3 separate regions of the Mus musculus genome follow, and all the other regions are linked to region 1. Evidence: chromatin contacts called from public Hi-C data. All regions are on one chromosome and are shown on one strand. The core of a region is the stretch at or near the end of the contact, and the rest is flanking DNA. Distances in the headings are between cores, read along the strand shown.

The links. A called contact is a pair of places that touch in the nucleus more often than the background predicts.
Region 2: a Hi-C map of cerebellar granule neurons shows a contact between it and region 1, with 2.1 times the contacts expected there. The contact joins two enhancer-like sites. A contact is called at or near these places in 2 of 39 promoter capture datasets (the C10 cell line and cranial neural crest), 4 of 484 Hi-C or Micro-C datasets (cerebellar granule neurons, cerebellum and uterus), 1 of 115 datasets of contacts at active chromatin or transcription factors (large pre-B cells) and 1 of 9 other capture datasets (embryonic stem cells).
Region 3: a Hi-C map of cerebellar granule neurons shows a contact between it and region 1, with 2.4 times the contacts expected there. The contact joins two enhancer-like sites. A contact is called at or near these places in 3 of 484 Hi-C or Micro-C datasets (cerebellar granule neurons and cerebellum), 1 of 115 datasets of contacts at active chromatin or transcription factors (embryonic stem cells) and 1 of 9 other capture datasets (embryonic stem cells).

The regions. Positions count from the first base shown.
Region 1 is chr1:137,586,170-137,591,225 of GRCm38.p6, forward strand. No RefSeq gene overlaps it. Among named protein-coding and RNA genes, the nearest start is that of Gm34306, 180 kb to the right of the region's middle. Within about 2 kb of position 2,297, at least 26 of the 459 cell types and tissues checked have an H3K27ac peak or open chromatin away from gene starts, as enhancers often do. A contact at or near this core is called in cerebellar granule neurons and cerebellum, where this site is marked.
Region 2 is chr1:137,925,974-137,931,029 of GRCm38.p6, forward strand. It overlaps Gm4258 (a long non-coding RNA gene), which reads left to right. Exons shown (of 3, transcript XR_003948014.1): 2 at 1-5,056. Among named protein-coding and RNA genes, the nearest start is that of Gm4258, 30 kb to the left of the region's middle. Within about 2 kb of position 2,093, at least 141 of the 459 cell types and tissues checked have an H3K27ac peak or open chromatin away from gene starts, as enhancers often do. A contact at or near this core is called in cerebellar granule neurons and cerebellum, where this site is marked.
Region 3 is chr1:137,844,766-137,849,821 of GRCm38.p6, forward strand. No RefSeq gene overlaps it. Among named protein-coding and RNA genes, the nearest start is that of Gm4258, 51 kb to the right of the region's middle. Within about 2 kb of position 2,301, at least 10 of the 459 cell types and tissues checked have an H3K27ac peak or open chromatin away from gene starts, as enhancers often do. A contact at or near this core is called in cerebellar granule neurons and cerebellum, where this site is marked.

The DNA.
Region 1 (5,056 bases), core at 1,047-3,546:
GTTTCTTGCAATATTGTTTACATATGAAATTGAAATCAATGTCTGTTCATGTATACATTATGAAATAATTGCTAAATTCGAGCTAATTAATACATCTAGTACTACAGAGTCACTCTCTGTGTGTAAAAATTAATTCACATTCTATACTCAGGAAATCTCAAGGACATACACACACATATAACTCTACTCTCTCTCTCTCTTCACACACACACACACACATTCATGTTGAACATTACAATATGTAGTGTTTCTAGATCTCATTTATTCAGTTTAGGATAGTATTCCCTATCTTTGTCCATATTCTTTAAAATGGCGGTTTCCTTCTTTTTGAAGAGTGGTATGTGTTGGGGAGCAGCTGTAGTTCTGCATCTTCCACTTATTTCCTCTCTCAGGGTGTCCAGGTGCCGCTGCACATCAGGCTGGAAGGATGAAGCTGAGTCCAGAAGGGAAGTGGTCTGCAGGAGCCCTGGCTGGCTGGGAGTGAGTGGGCTGGGGGTGGGGGGGAGGGAAGAGGGGTTTTTCTGAGGAAGGACTTCTCCGAGGACTTCAGTGTTACAAAGGCCTTCTCCAATGATCTTCAGTGAAACAGCTTGTGCACATACACTATATTTGTGATGACCAAGTCCTATATATGAACCTTGGAGAGAGGGAAGGAGTTTTCAGGGTGATTGTAAAACCATTGGCTGGAGCTTAATGTACTGTAAATGTCTCATTTGTATGGAGATGCATTTCAGGAATCCCAGGTATACGCTGGGCATGTCAAGAAGTTGAACTTGTTGGTTTGACAAGGACTATGTGACCTTCCTTAGGTAGAAGATTGAGGGACAGACTCCCCAGACAAAGTCAGAGAAGTTGAAGTCCTGCTGGAGAAGGGGAGTCCTTCATTTTTCACCGAGCTCAGAGGAGCTCTCTGGATATGGTAGACATTAACCTTAAGTAGTAGCATGTCTCAACAGTGAATATAGAATTCCATATGAACACACAAACACACACAAGCACACATAGATGATATTTTATGATAATAATAATAATATACTAATATGAATCATCTGCTAATCATTTTATGCTAATAGGGCCTAGTGACTGCTAAACTTGAGGAGACATGCATATCAATATTTATATGCTCAAAAGTACTCTGTACGGACTTGCTTTTGAGATTTCAATCCGCTGAACAATTAAGGTGGTTCAATAATTCCTTATCTTCCTGACCCCTGTCCTCACTACGCCCTCTGGATTTCACTGTGTTTTATTTTGATGCTTATGCCCTGCCCCCTCCAAAATTTTAACTGCAGGTAAGATAGAAGACAGTTACTCGAATGATACTTCTCCTTTATAAAGACAAAAAGGAAGAATTGTGGGGCAAGGGGACCATGCCATCCGACAAAAGAACTGGTAAGGTTGAGTGAGCCCAAGCTCTGTGACTCTCAGAATTGAGAGTAGTAGGAATGAGGCCAACTCCCTGCCTGCCTCTACCTGCTCTGGAATGTGGACCACAACACCCCGCTGAGAGGATCATGGCATTCTCCTTCATGCTAATGAGGTATCTAGATAGATCCTGAGTATTTAGCCAATGAGCTTTGGGCATGGTATTTAATCCTTGGCTCACCCTGAGTGAGCTGTATGCTGCCTTCACAGCCACCATCAAATAAGGCAACTTAAACAGTCGAGGACCATCTCTTCATCAAGGATTGCCACAGGGAGGCCTTCATCGTAAAGAGCCACGCCTAAGTCTACCTGAAAAGGCTTTTTCTCTCCCAACCCCTCAGCACTTTTGGCATTCACTTGTAACCAAACCAACAAGGTTTCCACCCTTGTCCCTGGCTCTGCCCTCACCTCTCTTCCTCATGCATGATTGCCCTGAGGGGAAGAAGCACGGACTGGGGGCCCCTGATCCCAACTCCCAGCGGTACGCCAGGGGTTCCTGCGGACATAGAAGATTGATTCCACAAGAATCAGCGGTTCCCAGCAGTATGCCAGGGGTTCCTGCGGACATAGAAGACTGATTCCACAAGAACCATCCCAGAATCTACTGTTTCCCACTCCTAGAAAACACAGAGGACCCCCATTTTGAACTCTGTACTGCCTTCCCTGAGCAGTATGCTGGCAGCACTCTAGGTAAGCCAGCAGTGAGTCAGACACACAGTCCGGCACCCATAGTGCTATAGAAGGGTCCAATTTCCTTTCCTTGCCAATACTAGTTATTATTATCATTTAGCTTTCTGTTGTACCAACCTAACTGTCCAGATCTGGAGTAATTCAGTTTGCCAAGGGTTGCTAGCGTGAAGCATGAGTTGTTGAGCTATGCATGCTTGAGTCTGAGTCATGGTTGCTATTTTGAGACCATGCCACTGGAAATCCTCAAGTCAGAGTTAGAAAGGAGGTGGGAGCCTATAAACAAAGATTGAAAAGATAATATCAGCTTTGCACATGCACATATCATGGCTTCTGAATATATACAATATATCATCACTGCCACAGATGCCAAACCCTGGGATAGGTTGGAAAGGTCCTCTGGCACTTGACCTGGCATCATTGGAGCATAGCCAAAGCATAGAGTCATGCTCTTTCCAGACCCCTCCACAGTTTCTGCCTTCTGCCATCTGTCACTTGCTACAGACCATAAAGGATTCTCAGCTCAGCGTTTTCAAGGTCCAAAGTAGTTGGCAGCTGAGTTCTGCACCTAAAGAAAGTGTTACTGTGTAGAGGGTTGGCCTAATGTTGCTCGTATTCTAATGGTCATTTGGGGCTCCCAGGACACTAAATGACCCTCTCCCAAGTTAATTGTGATTGGTAAATAAGGATGCCAACAGCCAATAGCTGGGCAAAAGAGACATAAGAGATGTTGAGGTTTCTCAGGCTGGGGAGAGAGGACCAGGAAGAGGGAAAGAGTAGGAAGAAGCTGCCATGGAAGAAGAACCGACAGAAGGGAGGAGAGCCACCTGGGCTTAGGGCCAAGAGAGTTTGGCCCAGAGGGCTGCCCAGTTGGAGTTGAGAGCATCCCAGATGGAACATAGTAAATAGTAAGTAATAACTTGGGCTTATCAATAGGAAAGTAGTTTCTAATTGCAATGCTGTTTCTCTGCACATGAGGTTCATTTTACTATGTTATACACCATCCCTATCTTCTTACGTGATTGGGGACAGTCCTCAGCTATGGCACCAGATGCTATTTTTAAACACATGGGTTACAAAACTCAAACCCACATACATTTGGAACTCTCAGTTCAGTGATGCATAAAGAGAACCAGCCCCTTGACATTTATGTCTAGGCTACAGGGTTCTTAGTACTTGATTCTTAACCTTTCCTCACTCAGCCACTATGGACCTGATAGATGGTGAATGGTGTCCATCACAGTCACATGAGTCTAAATACTCTACATGTTAATACATTGAATATTAAGTATCACTCAGTTTTGCTTGTGTATGTTTGGGGAGTGTGTGGCCTGGAACTCAACATGAAGTCTATAATGGCTGCCCAGAGAGCCCGAAGGATCTAATCTGTCTCTGTTTCTTAGTGCTGGGATTACAAGCACCCATTACCATCCCTGGTTTATTTGTGTACTTTGTGGAAACCAAACTGAGATCTTTGAGTTTGCAAAACAAACACTTTACTGCTTTTGTTTACTGTGCTTCTGCGTTGTGTTCAGTGTACAGCAGAAAATCACAGTGAAGGCCAACACCGTGAGGTTTCTCACTATGTTTTCTTCTAGCTGTTTTATTCTTTTAGTTTAAAGGGTTACATCTGTAGTTCATTTAGAGTTGAACTTTATTAGGTTCAACTCCTAAGGATCAACTTCTTAGGAACATTAGGTTCAACTTCTTAGGAATATCTCCAACAAGGACCTGATCCCTGGCTTTTCAAGAAAGAGTTTCAGTGTAGACCTGCCTTCTATGATGCCATCCATGACAGACACACAGAAACTTCATAATTCAACCCTAAGTACACTTTGATTTTTTTGTAGTCCTGAATCGTATTGAGAGAGGCCTCCAATTTCGTTTTTATATGTATCAATCCAGTTCTCCCAGCATTATTGAAAAGATTTCCCTTTAATTATCCTGGTAATCCTGTATCAGTTGAGAACGGTATAGGTTTATTCTGGGCTCTCTATTCTGTTTCAAAAGTCCATATATTCAGCTTTGTATTAGTACATGTTGTCTTCATTTTTATAACTGTGTAATGTAATGTGAACTCTAGAACCACCTTCAAATTTCTTCTTTGGGTTCACATTGCTTTGACTTCATGCGAGTTTTAGTATTATTATTTGTAATAATTTGTACTTCAGGGAAGGAGCCACCTTGACTCTCTAGGGTTGCTTTCATTTGAATAATAGAAATTTGTTAACTTGAACAAATTGACAATTAGTAGATTAGGCGATTTTTAGAAGCCAATGCTATTTTTAGACAGTAAGAAAACATGGAAAGAAAACCTTTCTTCATGTTCTACTAAGTCTCGTTCCTTTATTCATATTTTAAAAAGTCTAACTCTGGTTTTCAATAATATTATTATAGTGGAATGAAACAAAGTGACATAATTTTCATAGATTCTGGCTATAAGCTCACCATTTATTTGGTTTACGAATTTTAAAGTGTTTTTTTGTCACGTGTTGGCTGCTCTGTTAATTCTTTCTGTGTTGCTGTAAAAGCCTGGCTGAGTTACCATGGGAAAAACTTGGTTTGACTAACATCTCTGGAAGGTTCTCAGCAATGGATTCAATGTTTCTGTTTTCTTTTGCTTTAGTTGGAGTTTTAATGAAGCAGTATAGCTATTAACATACTCAGGTGCCACATGCCTCAAATCCTATGACTATGGACTCAAGAAAAATTACTTTCCTCTCTGCCTCAGTTTCTTTCTTAAAGAGTATCTTTATCATAGTACCTACCCTGAAAATCTTCCATGAGGATTAAATTAATTAGTATAGGAAAAATTCTTATAGAACTGACCACCTTGTTAATGCTCCTAAGTACAACCTATTATCACCATGCCTGTTGTCATTTTTCTTTCACTACCTCATATATGCTCCCAAACAAACTTTATATAGTATCCAGCAGTCTATAT
Region 2 (5,056 bases), core at 843-3,342, 340 kb after region 1:
GAGTCTGTGCATCCCAGAAGCCCTGCCATGCAGAGCATTGTTTAGCCTCGTCTTTCTGGAACTAAGGCCTGGTCTGATGTCTGCAGCTCCCTGGTACCGTGGAGCTGTGTCTGCTCTGATAGCATGGGTAGCATGCATTCTCACTTACACTGCATGGACCTAATAAATGAAACTGACCCTCACCTTGGTTAGCTTTCCTTCTTTTTCTCCCCATCTTACAGAAGTAAGGATGCACTTTTAGTTGGGCTGTGTCTTATGTTTAACCTTTGCAGGGCAATCGCCTTTCTCTTACAGGCCTTTGTTCCCCTTCAGAGAGGAAATGATTCACTCTAAAAATTCAATATAAATAAAGCAGCTAATTCTGCTTTTGAAACTTCAAACTTTGAGATCGAATTCAACATTTCTGAAAAAAAAAAAGAAAAAAAAAAAAAGAAAGAAAGAAAACAAAACCCCAAAACCCAGGGACACAATATATCACTTCAGTTTGCTGCTTTCAAGGTCAGCGCTGGGATCAGACAGTCCCCATTTTTTGATACAATTAGAAGATAAAGACCTGTCAGTTCTCAGAGAGCTTAGCCCAGAGCTCTGTGCAGAAGTGGGTCAATCGCCCTGCCCTGTTATCTGTCTAATTAATGATGCATTTAGTTTGAGACTCACAAATCTACTCATCGACTTCTCCAAACACCTTAAATGTACACAAATTCCCTTACTAGGTCTTACCATCTCCCATAGGATACAGTAGAAATGGGCCTAAACATATTAAAATAATATTTTTATAATACATTGTCTTCCTTCATAATTACTTGCCATTTTTCTACTAACTATGTCAGTTGTCTGAGATCCCTTGCAGACCTTAGACTATGGAAGAAATGGCTGCACTCTCCCTAGCACATGTCCTAGACAGTCAGGAATGGAAAATGAGTACTCATTTACTCCCAAGGATTATGGCAACACACATCTCCTAAGTCTTTCTGGCCTGAACCACTTGGATACCACAACATAATCCTTGGGAGTAAATGAACGAGGTGCGTTTGGGTCTTTCCTTGCTTTCGTTTATGTTACCGTTTGGATTCACTTGTACACAAGAATCTGTTTACCAGTTTCCTGTTATTAATTATGGGAAATGGACTTCCTTAAAATGTTAGGGACACTCTTATACCTCACGTTCAAACACTTCCGGCAAGATACTGACAATCCCCTTAAGTTCCACAAAGCCATATGCTCATTTGAAATACATTGTTTCTTCTCCTACCCCTCAACTTATCTCTCCCTGAAATGAAAAGACAGAGAGTAGCATGCCTCTACCCAGTTATGAGGACACCGAGGTGTGAATCCCGAATTCTAGTCACAAAACTGAGTTGCAAAATTCAAATAAAATAGTAAAGTGCTAAGGACCACAATGTATTCTAATGTAAATCTACAAACGGGGAAAATATTGATTTGCTGCTTGATGTATTATTACTAAGCTTTTCTTCTGCTCAATCCAAGTTAGTATATACTCTGTCTTGTCTCTGTTTCTCTCAGTCTCCCTGTGTCTCTGTCTTTGTCTCTCTCTTCTCCCTCCCCTCCCTCTCTTCCCTCTCCATTTTCTCTAAAGTATAAGCAAATGTATTTGCATACATTAAAATCATAAAGAACCCAAAACATCTGGAAATTTTAGAAGCAAAGCAAAATAGTCAGGGGAGAAACCCAGTTTTAAAATGCAGATGTTTAATTGTGCTGTCAGTTTTGTTACAAGGGCACAAGAGCAGAAATAACCAGAAGTCAATGGCAGAAAATTAAAATACTTTCAGGAGCGCTTGCCAAGGTAAAAGCAGTGAAATTGGTAACACAATATGGACACGGCCTTTCTAGACTGAGATCTGGAAATGTTACCATGTGCAATTTCATAAATTAGCTATTTCAAATGAAAATCCTTTTCATTAAAGGACACAATAAAAGTTTTTCATACTCTCTCTTCCCTTTGGTCATCAACATCAGGCAGTTATTTGGGGTTTGTCTTTCATCAATGACAAGCTCTTTCCCCCACCCTTCGGGCCCCGTTTCTAAGACTCTGATAGTGCTGAGTGGCCAGAAATTACAGATGCAGGACAGCTGACAAATGACTGCCAGGCCCCTCCCCCAGGGCCTTGGCAGTCACAGCTCCTGCCGGAACACGCCTGAGCACAGCGAGCCTTCCAGACAAAGACACAAAGATTCCATTTTCTCAAGGAAAAATAGATTTCATGTGTAAAACACTGGTGAGAAAAACTCAAAGCTGACACACATGTGCGGTCTCCACGAGGCGAGGCTGAATCGCTCCGAAGACTCAAATTTCACTTGATTGCATCAAAGCCTAACAAATATTATTTAACCGAAGAGTATTTCAGGCAGGCTGTAAAAGGGGGAAAAAAAAAAAAGAAAAAAGACAGGCAACGGTAAGATATTTTATTTGTTGAAGCGCGTGATTAAGAAGGCAAAAGAATCCCGAGCTTAGTAGAGATGTTGATCCTAGAGTAAGAATTCATACTTGCTCACATCTTGGAGTCTACAAAGTAAGAAGAATTCTTTTTTTAAAAAATTAAAACCTTATTCAATCAAAGGGTTTAGCAAGATAGTATTAAATTCCTACGAGTATGTTTCTAGTGAAAAGAACCTCCTCACAGCAGCCCCCAGGATATCATTACTGGAGAGGCAGCGAGTACTTTATTACACATGAAACCTTGGCGACTGTCTCAGCCTTCCCAAGCATGCAGGTTTCATCTCGTGGGCCCAGAGCCCTGGCTTCCACAGCGAAGGCCATCTGCTTGGCCTCCCCGTCATGCCAGGCAATGTGTAGGTGCAAAGGCCAGGGCTGGGAGACAAAGAAAGGCTGTCTACTGAGAAAGAGTGTGCTTTTCTTCCTGTCTGCCTGGACACCCATCCCCACTACTCAGATGAGTTCAGTGTTTGCAGAAAACTTAGTTTAATATACTTGAGAAAGTGAGCCCTTAACAGGTTAAAATATAATTAATCGTAGCTGTCAGGGGTAATAGACCAAGAAATTGCACTGGGAATCTTTTTTTTTAAATTATATAACAAATTTAAAAACAAATAAACACAGTTTGTACTTTCCTGTACCTTTTACAAGATCCTGCAATTCTTAAATTTCTTTAGCTTCTGGAAATGTCAGGGTAAGAAAGAAAGAGGGAAAGAGGGAGGGGAGGGGGAGGGGAGGGAGGCTGAGAGGCATTACAAAACACTTGAGAATTCAAAAAGAAGTATCATGAAGGATAATGAGGCTATTAGGTAATCGCATAACTATTTTATCTAAACTCTATTCACACACACACACATTTTAGGGCTAGCTATTATGATCAACAGGGAAGGACATTAGCATCTTAAAGATATTGCTAATATTAGTCATCAAAATTCATACTTCATATTTGGTGTTAAAGTGACCCCCACCTAAAGGGGACTGAAAACATCAGTACACTTGTGGAAAACAAACACCAGCTTGGCTGGAAGCATAACTTTTATTCTCAATTAAACCACGTCGCAATCTGCCTTTGATGTCATCTCAGTCCTCCTGCCTAGAACATGAAGAATTCTACAAGTTGCAGCTCACCTTTGGAGATCAATATCTGGAGGAAACCTCCCTCTCTAAATGCAGATGTATGTGCTGAGGGGAAAGGATGTGAGATATTTATTGCCTTACAAACTTTAGCGCACACTATGCTAAGAGGGTCTATGTCTCTTGCTTGTTCACTGGCATAAAGCAGTCCAGGGCTCTGCACTGGGGCTACTGCAGTAGCTATGGGTGTGTGTTCTTCTCATAATATCTCAACATTCTGTATCTTGAAGTGCAAGACTCGGCTTTAAAATTTTTTAAAGTATACACACCATGCTTACTCAGCCCTGTTGATTTTCTCTATCCGACCTTGACCACTGCTCTACTAACTGTAATGGAATCCTTAGTGACACAGGCTGAAGGAGACTGGCATGATGGGAAACTTTCAACTAGAAAACAGGCCTCTTCAGCTTCTCCCCACGCCAGGGGAGCCTCTGCCAGGAGGACAAGTCAAGTGGTTTATACCCTGAGTCATACTGCTTGCCAACAGGGTCATTCTCTCTCTTGAGCTGGATCCTCAGAGACCTCCCAGAGCTCAGATCCAAAAGACACTGAAAGCAGACTATCCAGGAAAAGGACAGGCTATGAGGTTTAAAAAAGATAGCGTTGAAGAAAAACAGCCATAGCCACAGTCTTTGGGAATAAAAATAAGAGAAATACATTTAAAGAAAAAATACACAATAATCAACCTAAGAAAAATCAATAATCAGCAACAAGAAACAATGTTTTGGGGGGAGTGAGGCATTATTTATTTCTTTTTCCTTTTTTTTTCCTAGTTTGCTAGACTTCTCTAATTCAATATTGATAGGAAACACTTTTACATTCAAATCACATTACTGAATCACAATATTTCTTCCCTGAGAACTCAACATTTCAACAATGATCACAGGCTGTGAGAACTGTATAAAATAGCACGATGCCACTAGTAAGGTTGACTCTTCAAAGAAATGAGATAATAAAACGCTAAACTATATATTTAAGATATTTTAGAGTACAAGTAAATTTCATTGATAATTGAAGCATTTAAAAATATTTTAGATGCTTTTTTGGATGGAAATACACAAGGTTAGTTTTCTGTGGAAAAGGAATATTCATAGTTAAATCATAGTCTGGAGGTAGCTAAAATTATTAGCTTACCTTTAACAAGGACTCTTGTAATTGAAAAGGTGTGTTTATGAAAGTTGGCAACTTCTGGGCTGCTAAAATTAATCATAAGCTAGCAAAGTGTAGGAGGGTCCAAGTGAGCAGTCCTTATGGGCTGTTGGAGAGGAAGCCATCCCTGTGAAAGGTAAGAAAGAGCTTTGGATAGTTTGCCTGAGTTCAAGAGAGGGTCTTTTTGTTGTTTTGCATAGGCTCTGGAGTCAAGGAAAAAAAAAATCCCATGAAGGAGAATGAAGGCAGCTCCATCTACATGTTCAATGGCAATCCAGTAGGAACCACAGCTACGTACGTGCATGTCCCTGAGGA
Region 3 (5,056 bases), core at 1,051-3,550, 260 kb after region 1:
AACACAGTTCAAATTACTCCCAGCAATAAAGTCTTCCATATTCCTACTAGGATGACCCATTAAGCCCCATTTAAAGCATTCCACTGCTTTCCAAATCCAAAGTCCCCAAATCCACATTCTTTCAAATAAAAGCATGGTTAGGCCCATCACAGCAATACTCCACTCCCAGTACCAACTTCTGTTTTGGTTAGGGTTTTACTGCTGTGAACAGATACCATGACCAAGGCAAGTCTTATAAAAAACAACATTTACTTGGGGCTGGCTTACATGTTCAGAGGTTCAGTCCATTATCATCAAGGTGAGAGCATGGCAGTATCTAGGCAGGCATGGCACAGGTAGAGCTGAGAGTTCTATATCTTCATCCAAAGGCTACTAATGGAAGACTTCCAGGCAACTAGGGTGAGGATCTTAAGCCCACACCCACAGTGACACACCCAGTCCAACCAGGTCACACCTATTCCAACAAGGCCACACCTCCAGATGGTGCCACTCCCTGGTCCAAGGATATACAAACCATTACAGTAGTTAATGGCACTTGTTGCTCAATCATATGTTGTTGCTCCCAGCAACCACATAGGGAGCCCTTAAATGGCATATTGCCAGGTTCAAGGGATGTAACACCACCTTTTGGCCTCCTCCACATACATATGCATGTATACACACACACACACACACACACACTCCTTCAAGAAAAATAAAAAAAAATTTTAAAAACCTTTATACCAATAGTAAGTCTATAACTTAATATTGTGATATATAACTGCCTGTGTGAGGGAATGGAAGGTCAGTTGATGAGATAGAATATGTAAATTTGCATGGGAGCATCAAACCTGACACTACTAATGATATTGTTATGCTTGGGGACAGGAATCTAGCATGGCTGCCCTCTGAAGGCTCTACCCAGCAGCTGACTCAGATACAGACAACCACAGCAAAATGATGGATGCAGCTTGGGGACTCTCATGAAAGAATAGAAGTAAGGATTGCAGGCTGAAGGGGATAGAAACTCTTCAGGAAGATCAACAAAGTAAACTAATCTGGGCCTTTGGGACTCTCAGAGACTGAACCACAAAGCAAAAAACATATATAGGCAGGACCCAGGTCTCCCTGCACATATGTAGCAGATGTGCAGCTTGGTCTTCATGTGGGTCCCTAAAAGCTGGAGCAGGGGCTATCCCAAAAGCTGTTGCCTGCCTGTGGGATATGTTCTTCTAGCTCACTGCCTGATCTAGCCTTAGTTGGAGAGGAGGTGCCTAGCTCTGCAGAGACTTGATGTGCCAGGATGGAGGAGGGTACCCAGGAGATACCCACTCACTCAGAGGAGAAGGGGTAGAGCGATGGAGGGAAGGATTATGGGAAAAGATGCCTGGGAAGATGCAGTGAGTTGGATGTAAAGTGAATAATTTAAAAAAAAAAAGACCTTGCTGGTTTAAGTCCATGGACAGACACAGGCATGAGTCTGACTGGCTCAAAGAGAGAGTTGGGGGCAGGTTAAGCAGTTAAGTTTTATCTTGAGCTAGAACTCAGTCAAGGTTTGAAGTCTACACGAAAGATATCTATGAAAATACCCCAAATAAAGGATGCTAGGTGGTAGCTTCTAGAACAAATGAAAACTGTGAATTGAACTGCTTTGAAAACTTTATTGAACTTCATCTAATTTCATGAGATGTTAGTGGGAATAAATTCTTTTGAAAACAAAACAAAATATCAAAGAAAAGTGTCAAACATGATGTGATGTGGAGTTTTCTTTATTTCTGTAAAGTTACTATAGTTTTACTGTTTTAGATGCTGTGCCTATTTCTATGTAATATAATAAATATCTTAGGGTAGGTAGATGCACAAACTGAACACCATATTCATTACTAGATATACAAAATGTTAGTGTCTGCTCTTGAGAAGCTTAGGATATGTTTAGCAGAGACAGATCATAAGCATGAATACACTTACTCTATAATTTAATGTGTACTGCAATGTGTTTATATTCAAAGTGCTGTGGAAATACATTTGCTGACTGGGCAAGCAAGAGAGTCATTTTAAAACTATACAAAGAACATCGTTGGTCTGGGCATTTGGGAATGTAGAGGGTTCTATGTGTTATAGAATCATAAAAGACTAGCAATTTTAGTCAAATGCTTCATTTAAGCATAAAGAAAATGAAGCTTGGAGCTATTAAGTTATTTGCTAGAAGCCACTGAAGTAAAAGGCAAAAAGGAAGATAACTAAGCAATCCTGATTTCCTTGTCATTAGCCTCTGTTGCACCCAGGCATCCTGCTCTCGAATCACTGGCTTGGCACCTGCTCCTTACCCTATGTGCAATCCAGACTGGTTAATATAAATCCAATTTAGCTCAACAATTTAAGCCCACCATTGAACATGAGATACTTAAATTTCTATTTAAAGGAAGCAATGCTTCCAGAAAAACCTATTAGATAATGCTTCAACTTATTTCCAATTATTTACTTCAATTCCTACAAAAAAAAGTGACCATGACCCCTGTACTATTCAGTTTGACGTAAAATGTATAATATAATACTAGATCGTTTTATTGATGTGCCAGCCATTCTCAAATGACAAATGCTGTTCATTATTCGGAATACTCTTGGAAACCCCTAACCATCTGAAAACTACTTGCTAGGATCTAGCGTCTTTTAATTGGGCCCTTTGCCATTGTGACAGATGGTCAGAAATATATAAGCAGCCAGAATGCCGTGTATGTTCACTGCTTGTGAAGGATTTGAGGGTAACTCTCAGCAGTTCACCCACGCAGCTCTCACTGCTTGCTTACCTGATCATGATGAAAGAACTGAGAGACGTGCACGTGGTTCTGGGTAAGAGGCCTAGGTGTGCTTCACGGACAAGAACCTCTGCTGCTGTCCGGTTCTTTTGATGGGATAGTCACTCATTTGCAGAAGAATTTACTTGCCATCCACTATCTACTCTTGGCACCTGCTCTCACTGGCATGCGCCTTAATTCTAGAATAGCCAGACAACAAATATGTCCCTCAATATAAAATGTGGCCTTATTCTGCTCTTGATTCTCACGAGTTAAACATTTGAATCCTTTAGATTTGATATTTTTTTATAAGAAATAAGCTTCTTGAAAGTCTGAATATGTGAAGGGTAGCATTCAATTAATTGAATTATTCAGCTAATTTGTACTTAAGGTTTTAAGAGAAGAAGAAAACAAACAGAGGTGCTGGAGGTGCTCAGCAGTTAAGACCTGTGGTTTAAGAGAATCTAGGTTTGATTCTTAGCAACAACATGGCTGCATACAGCCATCAATAATTCAAGTCACAGGAGAGCTGACTATCTTTTCTGGCCTCCATATATTTATGGTAGAAGATAGATAGGTGTGTATTTTTACAAAGACACTGGAGCTGATTTTCTTCACAATATTTTGGCCCTTTAAACTTGTAACATGATGATCAGTTGAAAAATTATTAACTGTCCAATTATCAGCCTGCCTAGCAGCATAAACAGAATAATTTGGGATCATTCTGGTTAAGTTGATGGATATTCTATATACCTCCTGCACATATGTACTCTACCCATGTAATATATGTGTGTTCATGCATGTGCAGGTGCACATGTGTATAAGTTCACATGCATTGCAGGTGCATGTGTGTACAAGATCATGAGTGTGCAGGTGTATGTATGTACTAGTTCATGTGTGTAGGCACATGTGGAGGCCAGAGGGCATCATTCATGTTATCTCTCTGGATAATTATTGGTTGTTTTCAAATCTGTGTGTTTCTCTATGTGTGACAAAGTCTCCTACTGGCCTAGGGCTCATTGATTAGGTTGGACTTGCTCACTAAAAGCCTTAGGGATCCACTGTCTCTCCAGTGTTGCAATTATAAGCATAATGCCTTGTCCAGTTTTATCACATGAAGTCTGGGAATTGAACTCATGTCTTCTTGGTTGTAAGCGCTTTAGACTAAGCCATTCCCTCTTCCAGCCCCGTGCAGTCCACTTAAAGAAGCCAGTAGCTGGCATCAACCATATTCTCTCTTCAATGTAACTAATATGAAGACAACTATTATTTTCCTACCATGGTTTTAGAGTCATATAAAATATTTAATGCAAACTAATATGACTTCAGTGCATAAGGAAATGTAGTTTATAAGATCAAATTGGTCAATTTTACAAGTTTTTCTTTCCTTTTTCCATTGAATTCAATCTTTTTAAATCAATCATTAAATTGAAAAGGATTTAATATTTCAACATTCAGTCTGATAGCAAGTACAATGAAGTATTAATTATTTATCTTTAATGTTTCCATATTATGATTAAATATTACTCTTACTATCAATTTGAAATATTAGTTGACAGGGAAATATTTACTGTTATATTTTCTCCTTTTTCTTTTATTAAATAAACACACAGTTTGGTTTTATAGTCTCTTGTACAGATACTGTGTGGTACACAGTGACAAAAACCATCAAAACTTCTTGCCAAGTGACCATACACCATTGGGAATGACCATATTAACTGACCTTTCCCTTTGAAGAAATGAAGTAAGAAAGATAGCTATTTCTATGTCTTCTTCCAAGTGCAAAGGCAGTAACAACTGCCCAATTCCTTCTTTTTTTGTTTTTTAAAGAATGTCAAAGACCCAGTTTGAAAATCATTGTGTGAAGGTATATCTTGTGAGAGTATAAATTACACTTACTAATCTTTCTTCTCACCCACCTGCCCTTCAAACTGAGACACTTCTTGATTGGTTATTTGAGTGTAAGGGCAATTCAAACGCAAATACAGGCTTTTCCTTTGCACTTGAACTCTAAATGACCCACTTCAGAGTTCTTAATAAATGGTCATAATGTAAATTCTTTAGAGCCAAACCAAGTAAAGCACAGATAATCGACATCTTTACAGGGCTTATATCCTTCTGAGCCTGGAAAAGGATACTGTTAAGTGGGATAAGGGATTAGAGGAAGACAGTTTACATTCAGCAAGGTTTTACCTTTGGCTCAGTAGTTGGTAAGCAGAAAGGCAAACTGTAATAAAGCAATTCTTACATTTGTTTATCCAAACTGCTTTCCTCAGCCCACT